Regions from separate parts of the Capsicum annuum genome. Here region 2 is linked to region 1. Evidence: chromatin contacts called from public Hi-C data. All regions are on one chromosome and are shown on one strand. Each heading gives the region's core, a stretch centred on a gene start, on an enhancer-like site or on the middle of the called end of the contact. The rest is flanking DNA. Distances are from core to core; before and after follow the strand shown.

What was found. A called contact is a pair of places that touch in the nucleus more often than the background predicts.
Region 2: a Hi-C map of placenta shows a contact between it and region 1, with 4 times the contacts expected there. The contact joins the promoter of LOC107872998 here to the promoter of LOC107872999 in region 1. A contact is called at or near these places in 2 of 5 Hi-C or Micro-C datasets (leaf and placenta).

What each region holds. Positions count from the first base shown.
Region 1 is chr6:173,576,361-173,583,194 of UCD10Xv1.1, forward strand. LOC107872999 (protein disulfide-isomerase) reads right to left here and starts at 1,547. Exons shown (of 11, transcript XM_016719689.2): 1 at 1,140-1,547; 2 at 95-125. The coding sequence starts at 1,312.
Region 2 is chr6:173,781,937-173,788,860 of UCD10Xv1.1, forward strand. LOC107872998 reads left to right here and starts at 3,728. Exons shown (of 1, transcript XM_016719688.2): 1 at 3,728-4,356. The coding sequence starts at 3,928. The coding sequence ends at 4,251.

The sequences.
Region 1 (6,834 bases), core at 297-2,796:
TAACCAAGAAAAATGTTTAAATATATTGTCCTTCCTTATGCTCCAAAGGCTATTACTCTTTTAAAATACGAAGGAATGTGTTACTGGTTCTTACTTCTGGAGCAAGTTTCTTGCAGTGACCACACCTATAAATATCAAAGTAATTAGTAAACTTGGAAAAAAAAAGGTAATTTGGTTCTAATTTGAGGCATTGAATTTTCATATAACTTGAATAGAAACAATCATCAACAGAAATGCAAATAACTTCATTGATTCAATTATCAAGATGCACAAAAGCTTCTAGCTTTGACCGTTTAGTCAGAGTCTCAGAGAATCAACTGTATCATTAAGTAAAAATATACATCATTCTTGCTGAAATTATTTCCTTTCCAGTATTTGGTAACCATGAATTTTGGAAATTCAAGGAAAAATGGTAGAACGACCGTATTCGTCCAAAAGTCACTTTTCTTTATTAAAACAAAAAAATATTCCAACTCTTGTTTCATATCACTTACTCCATTCAAGACTTGGACATAGTAATCAATCTTCACTACTCGAGGATATCCACAATAATTATCCTGCACCTCGTATGAATAACCATATATCTCCAACTTTCAATTCAAATTAAACACCAGAAAATAATTTCACAAAGTAAAATATTTGCCCAGCAGAATATATTTTTCATGAAAACCATACTATTTCGCAAAAAAGGCAATCTAGATCTAAAATAGTAAAAGATCCAACTTATGGTAATTTCCGTAGCTTTTTTTTTTTAATAAGCCTGATGTCCCGGCCAGTATGCACGCACCTCGACTAAATCAACGGGACACCTAGCAACAGGTATCACATACTCTGTCCACAAAGGCTAGAACATACAGGAAAATTTCACCTATTTTTTTTTGTTTCTGTTGAAAATTGAACCTGAGTGCTCAACCCACACGTCATTGACCACTAGGTCGCACCCTCGGTACTAATATCCATCCGTAGCATCTGTTTAAGCTTACATTTACAGAATCCGGATCGACTTCCAATAGTAAAAAAAGTATACAGACAAAAAATCAGTCTTTTAACGGATAAAATATCTGAAATTTGCGTTCGAACAAAGAAGCTACAGATTCAAAAACAAATAGCAAAATAAAATCAGAGCGATATTTAGTTACCAAGGAGCGTAGAATTCGACGACGATGAATTTGTGTTGACCTACAAAATCAGAGAAATTGGAGTGATCCAGAGTAACAACGAATTCCTTTGATTCGCTCTCAGAAGCGTGAGATGTCAATCCCAGCAATGCGAAAATACAGATAAATAAGGCAATCCAAACCCTAATCGCCATTTTTTTACTCTCTTTTCAGCTCACTGAATAATACTAATATCTTTCAGTTTTGTGTGTGGATATCGACAGGATTTTATATAGGATGCAGATGGGAGCTATGTGCGGAGTCCTTTTTCACTATTGTGAGGAAATATCTAAAATAGCCCCTCCTATCTTTTATTTCGCATTCCAATTCTCTCCTAATAAAAATATACTACAAAAATGGAATTTGATTTTTATTGAAAGGTTTACTACTCCTATAATCTTTTACTTTCTCTGTACCGGGCAGCTTAGCAAATATTCAGGGTTCTCTTTTGGTAAAAATTATATACTCCCTTCGTTTTTTAAAAAATAACCTGCTTTTCTTTTCAATTCATTTAAAAAAGAATGATTTTTTTTCCTTTTTTAGTAATACTTTAATTTTAATTTTCCATATAGCATGTTTAGAACTACAAGATTAAAAAACATTTTGGTACATTTGACACAACTTTATTTTAAGACCACAAAATTCAAAAGTCTTCTTTATTTTCTTTCATCTTGTGTCAAGTCAAAGTAGGTCATTCTTTTTTAAACGGAGAGAGTAATAAATATTGAACGTTCTTCAATTATTTTATCTATGTACTTTTAAGTTCTTTTGACAAAACTCTCCATTATCCGTATGTAGGTTCATTTTTCTATTTTGTTAGAGAACTTTCACTTTATAGTTAATACTTTTATTAAAAAGGTTTTTATTCGATATTTGATATTCATATTAAAGTCTAATTAATCAAAATTTGTGTCAAATAAGATTTTGATTGAGAGTAACACACCCTATCAAGATTTTTCCATTCTCAAACTCAAAATCAAAATCTCTAAAAGCTTATATATGCATTGAACACGAATTCTTCGATAAATTGATATTTAGGTAAAATCATAAGTTGAAATATATCCTTCAGACTCTAATTTTAAATATGTATTCTGTAATGAAGCAACATTGGCATCAGTTATTTTGCTTTTGTATGTTCAATTTGGATTTAAAGGGGAACCGTAAAGTTTATGGTAAATAGAGTTAAGATTATGCTATTTAAGATTGTATATAACATACCTTTGTGGTTCAACAAATTTTTATACTCTACACATCAAGAGTTTTAGTGATTGGGCTGCTCTTTATATTCAATTTGGATTATTTGAATTTATATAATGTAATGTTTATTAAAGGAAAAATGAGTTTTATTAAACAAAAATCAGTATTTAAATTTAAGTGTGATTTCTAATGAAAATTTGAAGGAATCTTATTTATCATCAATGTTTTGTGTAATAAATATTTCTTATTAATCTAACAACTAAAGTATGTGAAGATAAAACATGTCTTAATTTAATTGGACATGAAATTTAAAAAATTAAAGATTTTTTTTAATATTGTTGTCCTTTGAATCATGTCGTCTTAATATTATTACTAGTTTCACGAGGCACGTGTTAAGTTCAGACCCAAGCTCAAATTATAAAATAATAATTTAAATTTAAAAATATATTTTATATTATATCTTTTTTACTTTATAATCAGTATATCTAATGATCTGTTAAACAAGTCTTGTTGATAAATTTTCATAATTATTAGAGTTGTTAATCACACAATTGGATAATATTAAATAAAATATTATTTATGAGGAAAAGAATATTATTAGAGAATTACAATATATTAAAAAACTACAAGTAATTTGATATTTTATATAATTAAATAGTTAAAATATTTAATAATTATGCTTCGATGAAGATCATAAATAGAAAAAAATATTGATATTTTTATAAAATTTGCAAGTATATCTTATAGAAGCATCTCAAAAAAAGTCAATACTTTTAAGTTTATATTATAATAATTATAACCTCAATCAAGAGTCTTTATATAAATCAACTTAATAAGGATATATAAAGATATTAAATGATAATTAAACTACATTAATAGATTACTCTATTCGGTCTATCTATTTATTATATTATTTTTTACACACTCCTTACAAAAGTAACCTATTCGTTTCATTTTAATTATTATTTTATACTTTTTTTTCACTATGAGAAATAATAGATATAACATATTGTTTATTATACTATAATATCAAAAGGAATCATGAGATTGTAGTTAAAATCATTGAAAACTTTAATATTGTGTCAAAAAATAGCTCATTGAAAACTTTAATATTGTGTCAAAAAATAGTTTGAATTTTTTTGAGTTAAAGCGATTGTTGATTTAAAATGAAGAGAGTTTTAATTTAAATAGTAATCTAACATATGGTAAGAAGAAATCAATTATAAAAATCTAAGTGAAATGGTTTTAACAAAAGAAATAAGGGCGAAACTGAAAATATGTAATAAAAATATACTACCATGTGTAGTAATTTTATTTCACTAAAAAATTTAAAAATCAAAAAAATCTTTGTGAGGACTATCAAAATTTCAAGATCTAAATAGATATTCTAATATATAAGTAGATAACGTAGAATGTTAAAATTTTAAAAAAAAATACTAAATATAAAAAAGACACTTTTTAAAAATTAAAACAAATCAAAAATAAAGTAAGACAAATAAATCATTCCCTCTGTTCCTAGTTACTAAATTAGAATTGTTCAAAAATAGAAGCAAGACATATCACTCCCTATATTTATTTTTATCTATCACGATTTTTTTTTAGAATCAAATATTATGAATTTTGATCAATAATTTAAGATATATTTTTGTTAATTATATTAAAATGTATAAAATGTAATTTATAGTATTATTTATATAATTTCTAAATATTCAAATTCTAACTTAAAATAATAAATTAGTTTTATTTAATTTAACTTTAAAAATTAATAAAATGGCAAAATGACCTTCTGGACCCCTGTACTAGGTCGGTTTTGTAAGTTGGACATTTCTACTTACATGTTTGTCATCTGAACCCCCGAACCCACTAAAAAATAATATTTTAAACCCTTTGATCGTTGACTTTCCCTATGTGGAATTAAAATGTTGACTAGGACAAGGAGTGTGATTGCACTCGCCTATGATGCAAGTGAGAGTCAACTTTATATTAAAATATTTTTTAAAAAAATAAAAATAACATTAAAATTTTAAAAAAATAAAAAGGATCCTTTTTTTTCCTCCATATTTTTAATTTAAAATATTTTTTAATTTTAAAAATAATAAATTTAAAAATAAAAAATAAAAAGTCCCCCTCCCCGTCCAACCCACCCCAGCCTTCACCCTCATTCAGCCTCCTCCCCGCGCCTAGCCACCACCCCACCCCACCCTCACCCCCGTCCAGCCCCCTCTCCCGTACGAGAGACGTAAATTGAAGGACAACACAAAATAAGGGCAAAAGTGCAAATGACTCGGTATACAACTGTACATCATTCTAATTGGAGCAAACTTAAATGTAAGCACAAGAGGTCCACAGTTCGATTTTCAGAAATTTGAGGCTCAGAATTTTACATTTTTGCTCAGACAAAGAGAAGACAACCACGCCATAGCTGCAAAATCACCAGTTGCACGCAAAAAAGTAAGCCTCGTTAAAATTTTTCAACTTTCTTTTTCTTAGAGGGCTACATTAGAAATCAAACACGGATGACATTCATCATAAAAGCATTTCCTTTTGTACCAAATACACCCTTGTAGAATAACAATACAACACAATAGGTAACAACCATCCAAACAAGTTACAAGAGTAAAATTGAAGCTCAGATCTGTTGATAAAATAAGAGAATGAAGACATCGCCATGGCTGCAAACCTCGGATTGTGTCTAGGTCACCCAGCCAAGATATGGGCCTATTAATATTTATATATTCCTAAAGAGGGTCTGTAGTTGATATTGTTGTTGTTCATTGTTAAAAAAAAAAAAGTTGTTGTTTTACTTTTTAAATTTTGTTTTATTTACTTTCTTAATTTATCGGAAACAACCTTTTTACTTCTTTAGAGGTAGAGGTATGAACTGCGTACATCTTACCCTCCCCAGACCTCACTATGTGAGAATACACTGGGTTTGTTGTTTTTGTATTTTACTTTCTTAATTTAAATTTTTATTTTGTTTAGGATTAATTTTGTAATTTTTATAAATTGTTAAAGATATTTAAATAAAAATTAAAAATTCATTTGTTTGTGTATGTGAATTTATAGTTAAAACTTTAAATTAATTGGAGAGAAATTTCAATTATTTAGAATAAATTTGATGTTTAATTAAATTTATTGTGTTTGTGTATTAGAATTTATAATTAAAAATTTAAATTTATAGTTGAAAATTTAAATTAATTTAAATTAAAAATTTATTGTGTTTGTGTTTTAGGATTTCTATAATTTATAAAAAGAATTTATTTAATTAAATTAATTTTATTATTTAATTTTTTATCTAGTATTTTAAAAATAACATAAAATTTAATGTAATACTTAAAAATGACATGGCGGCTGGCGTGGCAGCTGACGTGGCGAAAGTGTGTTACACTCACCAAAAAAGTGTTTAAAATATTACTTTTTAGTTGATTTAAAGGTTTAGATGACAAATATATAAGTAGAAGTGTCCAACTTATAAAACCGACATAGTATAGAAATTCAGAAGGTCATTTTGCCTAATAAAATTAACAATTGGTAAGCAAAATATAGCAATTATTTTTAAAAAAACAGTGTATATATAATTGTTCTAGACTTGTAAATTATTATTGAAAAGGATACTAAGGTTATTTAATAAGAGAAGTAGAGTTCTTGGAGTCCTTTTCGTGATTCAATGGCCCACAAATTTAAAAAAGAATTGCAGTAGCTGTTAGAGAAGGGGACAAACGAGGATACTGCCTCGTGACTGGACACTACACCACTCGCGAGGCTAACAATTAAACAACACACTCGCTCACTGCTATGTCACATGTAACACGTGGAAGAATATGATTTGTGGTTACATATCAGCTGCCAAATGAAATCCAGACAGCTCTTAAGTGTTACGTGCATCGTTAACGTCGGGAGAGCCGCACGTGCTGTGCATGTGTGCTCTTTCTGGGTGCTCAATTTCTTCAAAAATACTGCTGTATTTAGTGCCACTCAATAGAATAGTAGTAGTAGTACTTAGCTATCAGCAAATGGCCTTACAAGAAAAATTAAAGAAACATGTGGCGTTAGGCGTTATTAGCCTTAAGACATGAGGTCGAGCCACAGATTTTTAACACGGTAAGGGATCGGTTGGTAGGAGAGATAAAAGTAAATAATTTGGAGATAAAATTTTAATATTTTATAATTATTTATTTAGTTGTATATTTTAAAATAATTTATTTTAGAATTATTAATTAATATCGGAATAAGTTATTCCTTTAGTATAGTAATATCATGATAAGTTATCATTGATTAAAATAATTAAAATGATAAAAGTACTCCATAAACTCTTTTTATAATCATTTTTCACATCCAAGCATATTCACAATATATTTAATACTCCATCCGTTTCATAAATAAATAAATTGTTGGATTTTGACACACAAATTAAGGAAAAAACATTAAAGACATAAATTTAACACAACTTTCTATTTTTACCCCCCAAGAAGAAAAAACT
Region 2 (6,924 bases), core at 2,478-4,977, 210 kb after region 1:
ACCCAGTATATTCCCACAAAGTGAGGTCTGGGGAGGGTAAGATGTATGCAGTCCATACCGCTACCTCCGAAGAAGTAGAGAGGTTATTTTCAATAGACCCCCGGATATATATATATATATATATATATTTCAAATGGAGGACTACTTTTTTTTTCGAGTATTCTTGAACTTTCATTTGTTTTTTGTTTAAATTTAATTTTTTATTATTAAAAATATAATTTTACTCAATTTCTTGTTGCCGCACGAAGCGCGGTTGAGTTTCCTAGTTGATCAATAAAGCTTGTAATTTCGCTATACTATGCGTTTAATCTCTCCCTTTAAAAGTACAATTTCAATTGAAAAAGAAAAAGAAAGAATGAAGTGAGCGTAGTGCGAGAAATTGATAAGAAAGAAGCATGAATTATCTGATTAGTGGGGAGTTGAAGGGTCTCCATTCTGGCTAAAGAGTTAAATCCATTCTTTTATTAAATATTTATGTAAATTGTTTAATTAAAGAGAGAGTGTCCAACACACATGTTTTTTAAGTTTAAGATCGATGAGAAATTTGATCAAGATGATCGATTTATGAGGATCTGTATAATTTTTGTGGGGTAATAGATCGCGCGCAAAATTAAAATATTTTTTTAGAGATTTTGAACAAGTTGAGTGGCGATTTTATGTTTTTTCTCTATTTTATTATTAAGAAGAAAAAAAGCAAATTCATCAATAAAAAATCATTTATGTAGTTTATCCGACACTTGATACTAGAATGATCCTGAATATCTTAGGTCTCAAGACTATCAAAATACCTCGAATCCTCCAAAAACTTTTCTTCACCTTACACCTCTCTTTTCTATTATTCAAATAACCAAATTTCAAGTTATTTGTTAACAAATCCAAAAGCAAAACTCAAAGGTATTAGCAACAAAAAACAAACAATGTTTTTCTTCTTTGTAGGAGGGTTAGAACAGCAAGTTTGACAAGTATTGAAGAATGGGGTGGGAAGGTACATTGCGTGCGGGTCACGCGCCAACCTCGTAGACTATGACAAAGTCTGTATCTCTACTACTTCTTTGTGACCTATTGAAATGTCTCTTGTTTGTTGGACATCACTATCAACATCACTTTCTTTAGTAGTATCCTTTTTAGATTTTGAATCATTCTCTAAATCATCAACATTTAAATCCTCATCTATTGTAGGATCAGGAAGGTCGGAAGGTATAGTAGAAGCATAAGGATCATCTAGAGGGTTGAAAGTTTAATAAGGAGGGTTGGAAGAAAAAATAAGAGAAGAAGATTGAATATTAGGGTTAGAAGCATCACCCTCATTAATAGGATGTAAAGATTCCTCACCTACCCACTGTCATTTACATTGGGGACACACTCCAATTCAAGTGGAGCCTGACAGGGTTCATTGACTCCCTGAGAAATATACACCCAAGTTTATCCTATTTTTTAATTTACTAACAATGTCACAAATAACCTTATCACATTTAATTATTATTAATAATTCATTCCAATTAACTAAAAAAATAACATTTTGTTGTATATTCTAAATATTTTGTTTAGTCTCTTAACTCAAAGTAGGACATCACATCAATATCTCTATTTAAAAGCTCAGTCACAGTCTCACAAACATATTAGCTAGGAGAATAAATACAATTTGACCCCATGATACCATCTTAAAGTTATCAAAACAAAAGAAATAGAAAGATTCTTGAAAAAAGCAACATTTCAATCACACAAATACATTAAATCAATAAACAAAATTCTAAATCTCAACATTCGAATAAAACTTTAAAAGTACTATTTTTAGAGATTGCTGTCTAACAAGAGGGAATAGCACACAGCATACCATCAGCATGGTTGCTTCAGCTGTGTGCTTAAGGAATGAATGGACGTTTGATTTGGTGGATGAAGCCATAATTTTCATGGTGAGAATCTTGGAATCGAACCTCTATAGCTACACTAATTTTTGGATCTTATAATTGAAAGTTATTGCCATAAGTAGAATCCACAAATTAATGTATTTAAGTGTTAGGCTTATTATAATATTAGTAAGTAAATATTTGGGCCCACAACACCAATCAATTTAAATGCTTTATGTATTTGCTTGGCTTTTTATTCCTTGCTTTTTATCCCTTCATCATTTAGTTATTTCTTTTGATTGAAAAATAAAAAAAAAATAAAAAATCACTTTATAATTCATTTTAAAGTTGGAGTTGGAGTTGGAGTTAAAGTTTGAATGTGATTTTTAAAATATGATTCATACCTTTATCTTTTAAAAAATTAGTTACTTATTTATTCAAAATATATAATTAAATTTAATCTAAAGGAATAATATTTTAAAACATATAGCCACATAATGCAATAAATTAAATCTCATATACGAGTTACAACATACTATTATATATAAATATATATTAACTTTATTTGAAAACTTTGAAGTTGAAGTTATATTTTGTTAAATAACTTATACAAATAATAAAACTAATTCTTTGAATGTAATTTTCTTAAATATCATGAATATAATTTAAAAGTCATTTTTATAACTATCACAAAAATTATCTTAAATTTTTTTTAAAATACACTAAGAGTTTGCATTCAGAAATAAATTAATATCATACTTTTAAAAAATATTTTGAAAAAACATTTTTATTATCTGTCTTTATATTGTTGGGTTTGTGCCTTGTACAAACATTTCGCAACTAGTTTCTATAAAAAAAAAAAAAAAACAATACAAATGCACTCCACCCCTCTCCCTCCCTCTCCTTCCTCCCTAAAAAAATATACAATAGCAATTATATATATCCCAAAAAATCACTACAACACCCTAGCAGTAACAAAAATATATGCACACATATGGATATCACAACATAACACTACGAAATTCTAACACTAGCAAGTATCGAATATATAGTATTAAATAATTCAATAAATTCAGACTAACGTGATTTTTGCTAAAATAATTTCTATAAATATTTTTTTTTTCAAAAAAATTACAAATGAGAAAAATCATCAGGAGTGAAAAAAATGTAAAATAGTTTAAATGCAAAAAAATTTAATATGTAAAATCTTCAACATTTTGTTTAATAGCTATTTCTCTCAAACATTAATTAACAAAGCTCGTAATTCAGCTACACTATGTGTTCAATCTTTTCCTTTTAAAATACAATTTCAATCGAAAAAGAAAAAGAAAGATTGAATTGAGAGAAATTGATAAAAGAGAAGTGCGAACTATATGATAAGTGGAGAGTTGAAGGATCTCGAATTGGATTAAAGTGTTAAATTCATTTTTTTATTAAATATGTATTTAAATTATTTAATTAAAGAGAAAGTGTCTAATACGCGTGTTTTTTAAGTTCAAGAATAATGAGAAATTTGACTAAAATGATATCTTTTTGAGGATTTATATAATTTTGGTGAGGTAATACTAGAGCCAGTGAAACGGTAGCTACTAAAGCGTAAACTGCTCGTTTTTCCGTTAAAGTTAAAGTTTGTTTGTTTTTACAAATTTGAGATAAATTTAATGATTGTCTTTTTTCTACTTTGTTACTTTCTTCGTTTTATTTTATACTTTGTTATAAGGTCTCACTTAATTAAAGAAAAAATAATAGTATATTCTTTAGTAAAGAATATTTTTTTTTTTAAACTCTGTATTTTATTATACCATCTTACATAAGATGAAATGGAGGAAGTATTAAGAATAAAAAAAAAAAAAGTAAATTCGTCGTTAAAAGGTTATTTATGTAATTTAACCTGCAGTGTGATCCAAGAACGATCCCGAATAACTTAATTCTCAAGGCTACCAAAATACTCCGAATCGTCCAGAAACTTTTCTTCACCTCTCTACACCTTTCTTTTCTGTTCTTCAAATAACCAAATTCCAAGTTATTTCCTAACAAATCCAAAATCAAAACTCAAAGGTATTAGCAACAAAAAGAAACAATGTTCTTCTTCTTCGTAGGAGGGCTAGAGCAGCAAGTTAGACAAGTATTGAAGAGCGGGGCGGGAAGGTGCATTGCGTGCGGATCACGCGCCGACCTCGTAGACTATGACAAGGTCTTGAAACTCTTCTTTGTTCCGGTATGGAGATGGCCTGGAAAACAGCCGGTGATGTACTGCAATGACTGTAAACTCTTCTTCCCTCAATCTCTAACTCCTCCTCCGCCGTCCATGGACGGTGTGCCGGACGTTCTTAGGTGTCAATTCTGTCGCCGGGAAGTGGATGGAGATTTCCGATTCTGCCCTTTCTGTGGTAATGCACTGTGAATTTGACATGTAATAATGATAAATAATAAGTAGACGCTTATGGTTTTGAAATACTTTGTAATTATGTTCTCTGAGGAATAAGTTCGAGGAATATTTTCTGTTTTCTGTTTTGAAAATATTTTATCAGTATCATGAAAATTTGATAGTCATAAACGAAAATTTGATGTTTTACGAGTATAATGAAAATTTGATAGTCATATACTTCACAACCTGATCTCATTTTAGTCTTCTACATTACAAACTTACTCCATGGAGTGATTCACTGTGTCTTGATTCTAAGGTCTGAATCAGCTATGATCAAGTTTTCATGTTGTTTTATTACACCGGGACCCGTCGGTATATGTAGACGACGACAACAACAACATACCCAGTGAGGAGGGTAGAGTGTACGATGAAGTAGAGAGACAAATTTTCTTTAGTTCATTTATGATTATAATATAAATAATAGGGATAGGGGCGCTAACGAGCAAGAAAAGGGATTGTTTTCGATAGACCTCCGGCTTAGAAAGTCAATATCAGTATAACAAACACAAAAAATAAATGTATATAAACTAGTACAATATGCAAAATAAATTAACACTACTAGCAACAAGATAATACTACAACTACAAGATAATAATAAGAACTATCTAATCGAAATCATAGACATCACACAACACTACAAATAAGAAACTATAGACACAGAAAAACACTCCCTTACTATTAACGATGCACTCCCATCTCCTAACCCTCTATCCTAATCCACTTTCTCCACACCTTCCTATCAAGGGTCATATCCTCCGTAAGTTATAACTGCTCCATATCATGTCTAATCACCTCCCTCCAATATTTCTTCGATTTACCTCTACCCAGCCTAAAATCATCTATAGCTAGTGTCTCACACCTCCGCGCTGGAGCATCAGAGCCGCTCTTCATCACGTGCCCGAACCAACATAACCTCGCTTCTCGCATCTTGTACTCCACCGAAGCAACTTCCACCTTCTCCCGAATAGTTTCATTCATCACCTTATCTTTCCTGGTATGTCTACACATCCATCGCAACATTCTCATCTCCGCTATCTTCAACTTTTGAATGTGGGAGTTCTTAACTGGCCAACATTCTGCTTCATACAACATAGCCAGTCGGACTGCCACTCTGTAGAACTCACCTGTAAGTTCCGGGGGCATTTTCTTATCACATAAGACGCCCAAAGTGAGCCTTCATTTTAACCACCCTGCCCCAATACTATGTGTGACATCCTCGTCAATTTTGCCATTGTCTTGAATCATAGACCCTAGATACTTAAAACTCTCCCTCTTTTGAATGGCCTGAGAGTCCAACTTCACCACCACTCCATCCTCCTACGATATATCACTAAACTTACACTCCAAGTACTCTGTCTTGGTTCTGCTCAATCGTAATCCTTTAGACTCAAACGTCTGTCTCCAAATCTCTAACTTATCATTAACTCCTCCCCGATTCTCATCAATCAGTACCACATCATTCGCAAATAACATACACCAAGGCACCTGCCCTTGAATATGTCGCGTCAAAACATCCATCATCAAGGCAAATAAAAACGGACTAAGAGTTGATCCCTAGTGCAACCCTATTAGAACTAGAAAGTCCTCCGAATCTCCACCTACCGTCCTCACACAAGTAATCGCCCCATCATACATGTCCTGGATCGACCTAGTATACACCAGGGGCACCCCTCTAGCCTCCAAGTACCTCCATAGAATCTCCCTCGGAACTCTGTCATATGCCTTTTCGAGATCAATAAACACTATGTGCAAGTTCTTCTTTGTTTCTCGAAGCTACTCCACTAATCTCTTCACAAGGTGAATGACCTCAGTGGTCGAGCGACCTGTCATGAAATCGAACTGATTCTCGAAGATATAACCTTCATAGTGTGACTCAACTGTGGGTGTGCACAAATAGACACTTAAATTGTATAAAATTGAATAAGTAGATACACACGTCTTATGTGGCATAATATATGTAGGATGTCATGTAGGACAAAAATTGGTCGCGTAGGATGCCACATATGACATATATGTCTACTTGTTAACTTTATGCAAGTTTAAGTGTTACTTGTGCACACCCAAAGTTGGAGTTCATAAATGTGATATGAGGCCAAGTTAAAGGGCATGTTTATGTATTCTGTCATATATATATATATATATATATATATATATATATATATATATATCATGTTGAATAAAATGATATCAAAATTTTCTCTTAAGAAACTCTATTCATGGACTGTACTTTCTGTTTCTTGATTCAGGAAACACTAAGGACTCGTTTGGTAGAGTGTATAAGATAATATTAAATATATTGTATTAGTAATATAGGAATTAATAGTGCAGGGATTAGTAATACTAGGATTATTTTTTATGCGGTGTTTGGTTTGATCCATTGAAAATAATATGTATTGTTATATTTTAAAAATAATACTGTTTGTTTACAAAAATATCCTCGACATATTATAACTTTGTGTATTTTTTTTGCAAAAAATTATTATTATTTTTTTTAAATAAAAAAAGTTAACAATATAACTAATTGTTTACTTTAGAATTTTAAGATTTAATTATTTACTTATAAAAATTATTTTTTTAATTATCTTTTCTTAGTTCATTCACTTACAAAAAATATTTTTTTATTATCTTTTCTTAGTTTGTTCATCATTT